Regions from separate parts of the Zea mays genome. Here region 1 is linked to region 2. A link is a contact called in public Hi-C data. All regions are on one chromosome and are shown on one strand. The core of a region is the stretch at or near the end of the contact, and the rest is flanking DNA. Distances in the headings are between cores, read along the strand shown.

Region 1 (5,013 bases), core at 860-3,359, 510 kb after region 2:
ACTCCAGCATTGATCAATCTTTTAACTTAGGCTTTTGCACTTTTGACCTTGTCTTTAGACATCTTACGAAGCTTCTCCTTACGTGGTCTGGTGCTTGGGTCAACCTTTAGGGCATGTTCTATTATGCTCTTATCAACTCCACATATATCTGACTAGGCAAAGACATCCTTGTTATGAAACAAGAATCTTTTGAGGGCTGACTCTTGCTCCAAATATAGCTGGTTGTCAAAGTAGACTCTCTGATCGACAATATCATCACAAAGTAATACATGCTTTGGTTGATCAGTCAAAGATGCCTTGTCTTTGATTTGCTTCTCTGCCACTTGGGTCCAGGCTTCGGTCTCATCAATGTTGTACACTATTTTTGTATCTTCAATATTCCCTTTGCCTTCCTTGCAGCTTCTTGACTACCATCCACCGATATGATTCCTTGGTTGCTAGGTATCTTCATGCAAAGATAGGCTGAATGCAAAACTGCTTCGAAGGCATTAAGTGTACCTCTCCCAAGGTCTGCATTATATGGGAATTCCATATCAATGACATAAAACATGATATCTTCTGTCCTTGTGTTGTTGACATAGCCGAAGATGACGAGCATGATTAACTTTCCCAAAGCCATTACTTGCTGCCCTTCGAAGCCACATAGAGGAAAGGTTGAGTCTTGTAGTTTATCTTCGGACTCCTGCATTTGCCTGAAAGCCTTGACAAATATGATATTTGCAGCGCTACCTGTGTCAACCAAAACATTGTGCACTACGAAACCTTTGATTACATAAGAGATAACCATGGCATGTCTGTGTGGGTAATATTTGAGACGAAGATCATCCTGAGAAAAAGTAATGGAGATGTGGGACCATCTGGCCCTGATTAAGGGTCCTTGGACACCAACATGTTGTACCCTTCTTTGGCTTCTTTCTTCTGCTTTTTATTACTGGGTTCGAAGCTTGAGCCCCCGATAATGGGGAGAGTAAGCTTCTCCATGGAAGTTGACAAAGCTTGATGGTTTGTCATGCTCTTCATCGTGATGAAGGTTGTCATGGTTGTGAGATATATGAAGGTGGACGCCAATGTTGGTCATTTGTTTTCGATTGCTATATGGAATAAAAAACAAGGCAACACAATGTTAAAAGGTAGAAGCCTTCGTCCTTGAAATGTTGTCTCTCCAGGATAACTCTTCGAGGACGAAGGTTGAATGTAATCAAATAGAATGCGAAGAGTATGACAAAGTGAGATATGAGAACTCGTCTCATATGCCTTAGCATCTTATTTCTCTTCTCATACAAAACAAGCTTACAATCATACCTTCGGCTTCTTGATGCAAGATAGCGCGAAGGTGTTTCAGAGGCTGAGTTATGCGAAGCTGTAGCACCTAGCTAAAGGTACTTTATGCGAGGTACTGTTCATTTATTTATAGGGGAGATGAACTGACCTAGTATGGATTTACAATAATATCCATCCAATTTTACATAAGTCATTTACAAACAACTTAGGGGCAACAACGTACTTTTCTTCGTCCTTGACTCCACGAGTCCCAGCCTTCGTCATTCAGTTGCTTCTTTCTTTCAGTATTTGGCTGAAGCTGCTGTCTTCGGCCACTGTCTTTACCGCTTGCATATAGATGAAGTGTTTTTGTATGTCGCTCTCTGTCGAAGCTTGGCTTCGTACTCCTATAAGAACATTTCTGAAGTGCACTCGTTAATCTTCGAGTTTCAAGTGATCGTCATGTGCGAAGCTACTCTGCACGTCTTCCTGGCCGAAGGTTGGCTTCGTCCATTAGTAGAGATATTCCTAAAACACACTAGCTTGTGTCGAAGTAAAATGGTTAGGCAAGTGATCTTCGGCATAGAAGGCCCCAACAGTATCATACGCATATGTTTTAACTATTTAATTGTTGTGATGTTGTGTCGATAAGAATGGACTCAAACATTTTTTTACCATAACCTAAGATATTGTGTCAAAAAAGTATCTTACTTAAGATACAATTAATTCTCACTCCTATTAAATACCTTGTCACACCAACAAAGATTTCTATATATTATATTATTAATGAATACTACTTTCGTTCTCGAATATCTTATTAAATACCTTGCTACATCAGCAAGTTTATTTTAAAAATAAAACGCCACAAATAAAAAAATAAAACACGATAAATAAATAAAAATAAAGCACAACAAATAAAAAAGAACGTCAATTGAAAATAGCCTAGGTGCATAGACCATGACATTGATGGTAGGCCTGGGCCCACCACTGCTGGCGGTTTCGAATCCAGTGAGCGGCTTTACTTTTCCGTTGCGTGTATCCTCTCGGCTCTCGCCTCGCCGAGTCGCCGTCGAGTCCGCCATTCCATTCACCCCGGTTCCCCTCCCGTGCAACCGCGAGCAGAAGCCACCATTTCAAAACGAGGACGAGCCCGCTGCTGGTGCTGTCCCTTCCCGCGCGCCGCCGGCGCCTGGCCACCTGCTCCGCGTCGGATCTAGAGCGAGCGAGCGTCACCCGCGGCTCTCGTCGCCGTCAGCGTCACCCACCCGTCGTCTTCTTGCCTCCGAAGTCAAATCTTCCACCCCATATCACCACAGAGAATTCCAACCCATCCACTTCCGCGGCCTGCTGCCGTCCGCTTTATTTAAACCGTCCGCCACGGCGACCCCGACGACTCCCCCCGCGGCCTCTCCCGCCAGCTCCCCCTCACCCCCGACCATCCACGCCTCCAAGCGCCGCCGCCGCGAGACCGAAGCCACGGGGAACACGCCGCTGAGGGGTGGCAGGGGCCCCGCCCCTCGCCGCCGCTCGTCGACTCCGCCTCCTCTTTCTCTGCCGGCGGCGGAGTTTGACCCGCTCGACCCGGACGCTGACCCGCCCCCCAAGCTGCTCACGGCCGACGAGGTGAGGCTCTGCAAGCAGGCGCTGAAGGCGCTCGACAAGAAGGTCGGGAAGCCCGCCACGCTTACCAAGGAGTTTCGTAGCCTCCCGGTATATCTATATCTCCCCTCTTCCGCCCGCCTCTTGTCACTGAGGGAATTGTGCGCCAAAATTAGGATTTCCTAGCTACTGTATGTACATCATTTCTTCAGTTCTACTTTAAAAAGGGGACATGAGTAAACCTTAATTAACTGCATTACCATGAGCTGAGGATCCCAGCAGAATTGGTGTGCCAAAAGAACCCAGAGGGCGAATTTTGTTTATTTCCATGAGCCTGCTGTGAGAGAGGACATATCTAGTGCACATAGAAGATGGGTGCACATGGTGCACATATTAAATCATCACCACTCATTTTAGATCTAACGTCTCTGGTTGATCATTCAATTTACAAATAACACCTTCCACCACTACACACCACCACTTTGGAGGGTGTTTTTAGCAAAATATACCAAACAACCAGAGACATTAGATCTAAAATGAGTGGTGATGATTTAATATGTGCACCAATCTTTCATGTGCATTAGATATGTTCTCGCTGTGAGATCTCCCACCTCCAACAGCGTGACCTATAAAAATGCTCTATAATTTGAAAATGAGTATAATTTATAGAATTCAGGGCATCAACAAAATATTCTGCTCCAACAGTAAAGGGTCAAATCTAGATTATAGAGCAGCACACTGCGGTGTAGTATATTTGAGGTACTCGAGAGGGTGCCATATATTTTAATTTAAGACATCATGTTGACGAATTGTTGGAGATGCTCTTAGACCTGTGTAGATTACTTCTATGTGAAGCGTCTAGGTAGGCTATGATGTACACTATACAGACATAATGATAAGTCTTGGACACAACGTTTAGTTGATAACAATGATAAGTCTTGGACATGACGATTAGTTGATTACAATGATAAGTCTTGGGCCTTTGGCTTTCCTGAACTGCATCATAACATAGCGTGTAACATTATCTTCACTTCGAACCTAAGATTTAGACCAGCAAAACGTATTGGATGAGTAGATGCTTGTAGCTTCACAATACTGCTTCAGTCAAAGTAGCACTTAGGCAAACAATTGCAAAACCTGCTCTAACTATACTCCCTGTCTGTCCTCTTCTGCGAACCAGTTTTTCTCATTGTTCATAGCTTCGCTTTCGAGACATGATTCCATAGTCCCCATGCTTCTTGCTTACTTCATGTAAATTGATCTTCTAATCATTTGAATTAGAAGGAGATGTTCTTGAGGTAGAACTGATTCCAGCTAATACTAAATTCTGTATAAACAGCAGAATTATTTGCTGTTAGCACATTGCTGTTGCAAGTGCGTAAACTCATTATGTGAATTTATTTCGGTGAAAGAGATAGAACTTCTTAATGCTTTTTTGGGGGTTAATTCAAAGTACCAAGAAATCACACTTCCATTCCTTTCATTTTGTTTTCTCGAATATGCAAGAGAGCTATGTATTGCTTCACTAAAATAGAAGTTTTAGAGATACAACACACACCAACAACATCCCCCACGATTTGTTTTTTTTTCATTTCTTCCAAATTGTCAAAGCAAGATTTTTGTTGTTGTTGTTGTAAAGCTTTACAAGTTAATGGTCATAGTATATTTCTTTGGACTAAGCCAAACAACCTTATTTTCAGGATATAAGAACAGAGCTTCAGTCAGTGCAAAAATTTAGTGTTGCTCGGAAACAAGAAAATAGGGGAAGAAACCGCTATACTGATGTGTTGCCATGTAAGCCCATGAACTTGTACAGGGTTGCAGGTGTAGATAGGAAGATCCGGTATCAAATCATTAATTTTGTTTAACTTGATTTCTTTTCTGTAGTTGATCAAAGCAGGGTACAGTTAGAGTCTTCAACAGGCAATGATTACATCAATGCCAGCCATATAGAGGTCAAATTGGCATCTTTCTTCGTATTTGTTTTTTTACGCATGTTTCATTTTTGGTCTAGTAACTCCAATCATTGTCTGACTTGTGTCATATAAACTTTGCAGATTGCTGGCAGAAATCTAACGAAGTTCATTTCTACTCAAGGACCACTTGCCAATACAATTGAGGATTTTTGGCAGATGGTATATGAGAACCACTGTC
Region 2 (4,706 bases), core at 1,429-3,928:
AAAAGAGATACACTATCTTTCACTACAACAACAGCTTCAGTCATTTTCGGCAGTCAGGAGTCGCTAAAAATAAGGCCTTTGCCGTCGAAAATAAGCTATTTTCGGCGGCCTTATGATTATTTTTAGCGGCTCCTGACCGCCAGAAAAAATCAGCCGAAAATAAGCCTTTATTTTCGGCGGCCAGTGATCAGCCGCCGAAAATAACTGTTGTCTTTCGGCGGCTGACACATATCCGCCGAAAATAGGGTATTTTCGGCGGCCACCTGAACAGCCGCCGAAAACAAGGCCTGCCAAAAATAGTTGCTGTCGAAAACGTGGTCCACAAAATCTTTGGTCTTGGCTACCCAATCATCAGAATGACGTCCATTTCTATTTTAGCCATTGTACATCCATGCACGATCTTCAACCATGCCTGAGACTATTAAACCGAACCATATCATGAAAACATTATTCAACTTCGTCAAAGGTTTCGGTCCTACATGTATAGGCAATGATAGGTTCTAAACCCACAGCAAGCTAGCAGGACCCGCCGAAAATTCGGCAGCATAACATCGCTGCCAGTAAACAATATATTACTTATATATAAAACAAAGAATGATATAATATTAATCAAATCAAACTAATTACCACATACACTAATAATGCAACTATTCTACATACCAATATAATGTACTTGTAAAACTAATAATTAATAATGTAATATTAATATGAAATTAATACCACAAATGCAATATGCCACTAATCCCTAAACCACATATACCACTAATATATTAATGAAATCAAACTAAACAATAATACTAATCACACACACTAATCAAACAAACATAATTACAAATATATACTAATTTCGACGGCAATTAAATAACGACCGCTGAAAATATGAATAAAATACACAAAAAATTACCTTTGGATGGCGAAGAGCTCGGCGACGATGGCGAAGTGGGTGGGAGGAGTAGAGCTTCGACGCGGGCGGTCCACGGTAGCGGAGGATGACAGTGGACGACGGTGGCGGCGGTGCGGGCAGCGCGGCGGGCGGGTCGGCGGGGCTGGGGTCGGCGCGCGGCAGGACGCGACGGCAGGAGCGACCGAGTGAGGAGAGCGAGCGGCGCGGGGTGAGAAAGAAATAAAGAGAAGAGAGGAGTCGGGAGAGCCGTTTTAAAAACTGAATGCTCGGGCCGCCGAAAATAAGAAGCTATTTTCGGCGGTTGTGTCAGAGGCCACCGAAAATAAGCTTATTTTCGGCGGTCAAGCTATGCCGCTAAAAATATTAACTTACCTGGCCGCCGAAAATAATTTTGGCTGCTGAAAATCGTGCACAGTGTTGTTGTGTTTATTTCCTGCTATATAGTCTCAACTCTCAAAAATTAAATAGATATAATACATTTAACTTGTGTGCTAAGAACTAAAGTGTTGTTAACGTAAATGGCAACAGTAATGGTTCACACTTGAATACCAATAATAATAAGTTTGACTAGGCCAGTATCAGTTTCAAGCGTGGTATCTGATTATGAATGGATTTAAACAAACATGGTTTAATGTTATCAATTATTCGTGACGTTACAAATACGTGAACCAACTAGGACCTAAGACTGACTCCAACAGAGGCCATGCAAATCGAGCAGCCATTCAAGCCTTTGGCTAGCGTCTCTGGTTTGCCTGTCCCAGCCATATGGTATACGCTTTCAACAACACAGGCAAAAAAGCAGCGGTAGTATAGTCCAACAAATGGAGCAGATGGTGGGGTCATGTTCTCAGACACAGAAAAAGGAAATGGCTGCCAGCCACAGTACAAGCTATTATGATTTTCCTCTCTCTTTCCATCCTTTTTGTCTAGCTTGTTTGGCTGCCCTGTTGGAAGGTGTTTTGTACTGCTACAGTAGCTCGTGGACAGCTATTTTAGCTTTGTGGGTCTATTTAGCTGCTATGTTGGAATCAGTCTAAGAAGAAGAAAGAAAAAGCAAGCAAAAGGAACCAAATAAAGCTGAAGCTGACGAGAGATCGAGTACCTTAAGGGGTAAGGATTGAGGCAAATAAATCCAAAACCAGTTTACCACGAGCATGAAATGACAGAACGGGTAGAAGCTCTCTGGCTGACACCAAGCACGCATCACACAAACGCACACGTGGCCATTGATCTGTTCAACAGGAAAAGAGCCAACCGGCCGGTCGGACTAAAAATAAGGCCGGCCGGCAGTGCCTGTCCCTTGCAGCCATCGCCAATTCGCCGCGTTATGCTTTATTTACGTGTTCTTGGTATACGGATGGAATGGATATATATATTCTTTCCATGTGTAATTTTATCATCAGGATCTCTCTGTTCACACTTCACACATGCATGCTGAGTGACTGAAATACTACCACCGAAACCATAGCATGCATACACTCTGACGTCGTCGTCGTCGGGTATCTATCGGCTGATTATCTAGTGTATCGCTCCCTACCGTGTGAAGAAAGTACCACGGAGAAATCTGCCCTGCTGTATCTATCGCTCAATCTCTTGATTAATTAGCGATCGAGGCCTTTCTCTCGATAATACGCCATTAGAGAACGCGCTTAGAGTTAATGCGTTGTCGTCGGAATCTCTGTCGTCTTCACGTTGCCGCACCAGAGTGAGAGTACGTTAACTGAGACGGACAGGAACTGACAAGACCGCACAAACACTGCAGAAAGCAGCCGGGCACCACGCACGCAACCGCTTCTCCCTCCCGTGTCCTATCTACAAAGCAAGATCCACACGTACGTTGCCATCATGCTGCGCCAATGATGACCCGTACGACCATGCAAAACCAGTGACAAAGTGGCGTCGACGTCACCCTCGCTCGCACACACATCAGAACATCGAAATGCTTGTATGCATGCATACAAGCTGGAGAGACTGTCTTGGCTCCCAGGAGAGAGTGTGTCTAGTCTAGTAGTAGTAGCCATTTTCGCATATGAAGGATGCATTGGCTCTTCTGTCTTGGCTCGAGTCTAGATGTACGTGTGTGTGGCTGACTTCAACCACTGGACAGTCTGGAACAATCCCTCTTCTTCCATTATTCCATATATACTGTTAGAGCAGCTCCAAGAGGATGTTTAAAACTATATTATTTTTAGATGTGTTTCCGATCCTATTCGAGACAATGGCTACACATCTTACAATTTGGAGTCTAATTATACGGTGCTTTGCCCAAGCATAAGAGGAACTCCAACAATCTACCGATATGAATACATGGACTCTAGGAGTTTAACATTGCTGGGCGTGTCCATTATCTCTCCCTTGGGCATGTCAGTGTTGCAAGCACATGGTTGTCATCAACATTGTCAGACTATCTCGTTACGCATCCACATCTCTGTATTTATATTCAAGCTTCACTCTATGAACAATATAGTTTCCGCTATAAAACTGTGTATTTGTGTGATCAAATGAATGGACCAGCCCTGGGGAATGCATGGCTACAGTTCATACATTATCCATATATGTTTGTCTGTATTGGCAACAGGGTGAACAAATTCAACTGTTGTGTCCTACCGACGCCTGCTGCAGGTCTGTAAGGTTTGGCTTTGTTTTGGCCTTCGTTATTCCAAACTGCATTTCTCTCTGTCTTACTGAATGCAGAGTATTGAGGCAGGACACAGGTACAAAAGTAATCTAAGCGCTGCCGCTTCTATATATCCGTAGTTACATAATCACCACCTAAGAAAGTGTGAGTAGGATACTTAGCTGGAAAACCGGCCATAGAAACATTTTCATTCCACGATACTCTTGGTGGGGCTTCTGAACCCCGTCACATTCCTGAGGCGTTTCTTCATTTCCGTTTACAGCAAATCATATCCATTGAGTTGCCATGAGCCGAGTGTTGATTTTACAAAAATCCAAGGAAAACAATATTACTATTAGAAGCTTATAGTGCTAACGTACGAGAGCGTTATGGGCCTGTTTGTTTCGGCTTCTGGCAGCTTCTGGCCACCAAAAGCTGCTGCGGACTGCCAAACGCTCAGCTTTTCAGCCAGCTTCTATAAAATTTGTTGGGCAAAAACCATCCAAAATTAACATAAACACATAATCGGTTGAGTCGTTGTAATAGTAGGAATCCGTCACTTTCTAGATTCTGAACCTTATGAACAACTTTATCTTTCTTCACACGTAATCGTAATAATACTCAGATTCTCCCCACAACCAGATTCTCCCCGCAGCCAGATTTTCAGAAAAGCTGGTCAGAAAAAAGCTGAACCAAACAGGCCCTATGTTAGGCGATGTGGCACGGTAACTATGACTTGAGGCGAAACCCCCTTCTTCGTGAGCTAGATTGTTTCCGATGTTAGGCAAACACCAAGGGCGGGGCGAAGGATCAAGCTCATTGGTGAAGATTTGGAGTTGCCTCGCATGAGGTGTTAAGGCTTGGCAACGACGGCACACTGCGGTCTTCCTCCTATATCAAATTTTCGGTGTAGGCGTCGTCGAGTTCCTTTGGTCATGTGTGGCCCGTCTTTTGGAGTCGGAGCTGCTCGGCAACGATGACTCTAGATGGGCTTTTATGTAGGGGACTGCCGTGACTGGGTGGTTTGTGCACTCTGTGTAGGTTTCGGGCCGGTTTTCCTTAAAACAGGACCAATTCCATTCTTCTTAATTGAAAGGCAGAACTCCTGCCATTACGTTCAAAAAATAAACTAAACAAATATACAAGGGAAGAATATGACTGGTATTGTTAGCTTCATGTCCTAGA

Evidence for each region. Hi-C and Micro-C count contacts between places; a contact is called where the count stands out from the background.
Region 1: a Hi-C map of tassel shows a contact between it and region 2, with 7 times the contacts expected there. The contact joins the promoter of LOC100382937 here to the enhancer-like site in region 2. A contact is called at or near these places in 3 of 25 Hi-C or Micro-C datasets (leaf, leaf mesophyll and tassel).

What each region holds. Positions count from the first base shown.
Region 1 is chr2:136,131,395-136,136,407 of Zm-B73-REFERENCE-NAM-5.0, forward strand. LOC100382937 reads left to right here and starts at 2,110. Exons shown (of 9, transcript NM_001175623.2): 1 at 2,110-2,970; 2 at 4,560-4,653; 3 at 4,747-4,814; 4 at 4,917-5,013. The coding sequence starts at 2,218.
Region 2 is chr2:135,623,168-135,627,873 of Zm-B73-REFERENCE-NAM-5.0, forward strand. No RefSeq gene overlaps it. Among protein-coding and RNA genes, the nearest start is that of LOC111590883, 4.5 kb to the right of the region's middle. Within about 2 kb of position 2,679, at least 14 of the 20 cell types and tissues checked have an H3K27ac peak or open chromatin away from gene starts, as enhancers often do. A contact at or near this core is called in leaf, leaf mesophyll and tassel, where this site is marked.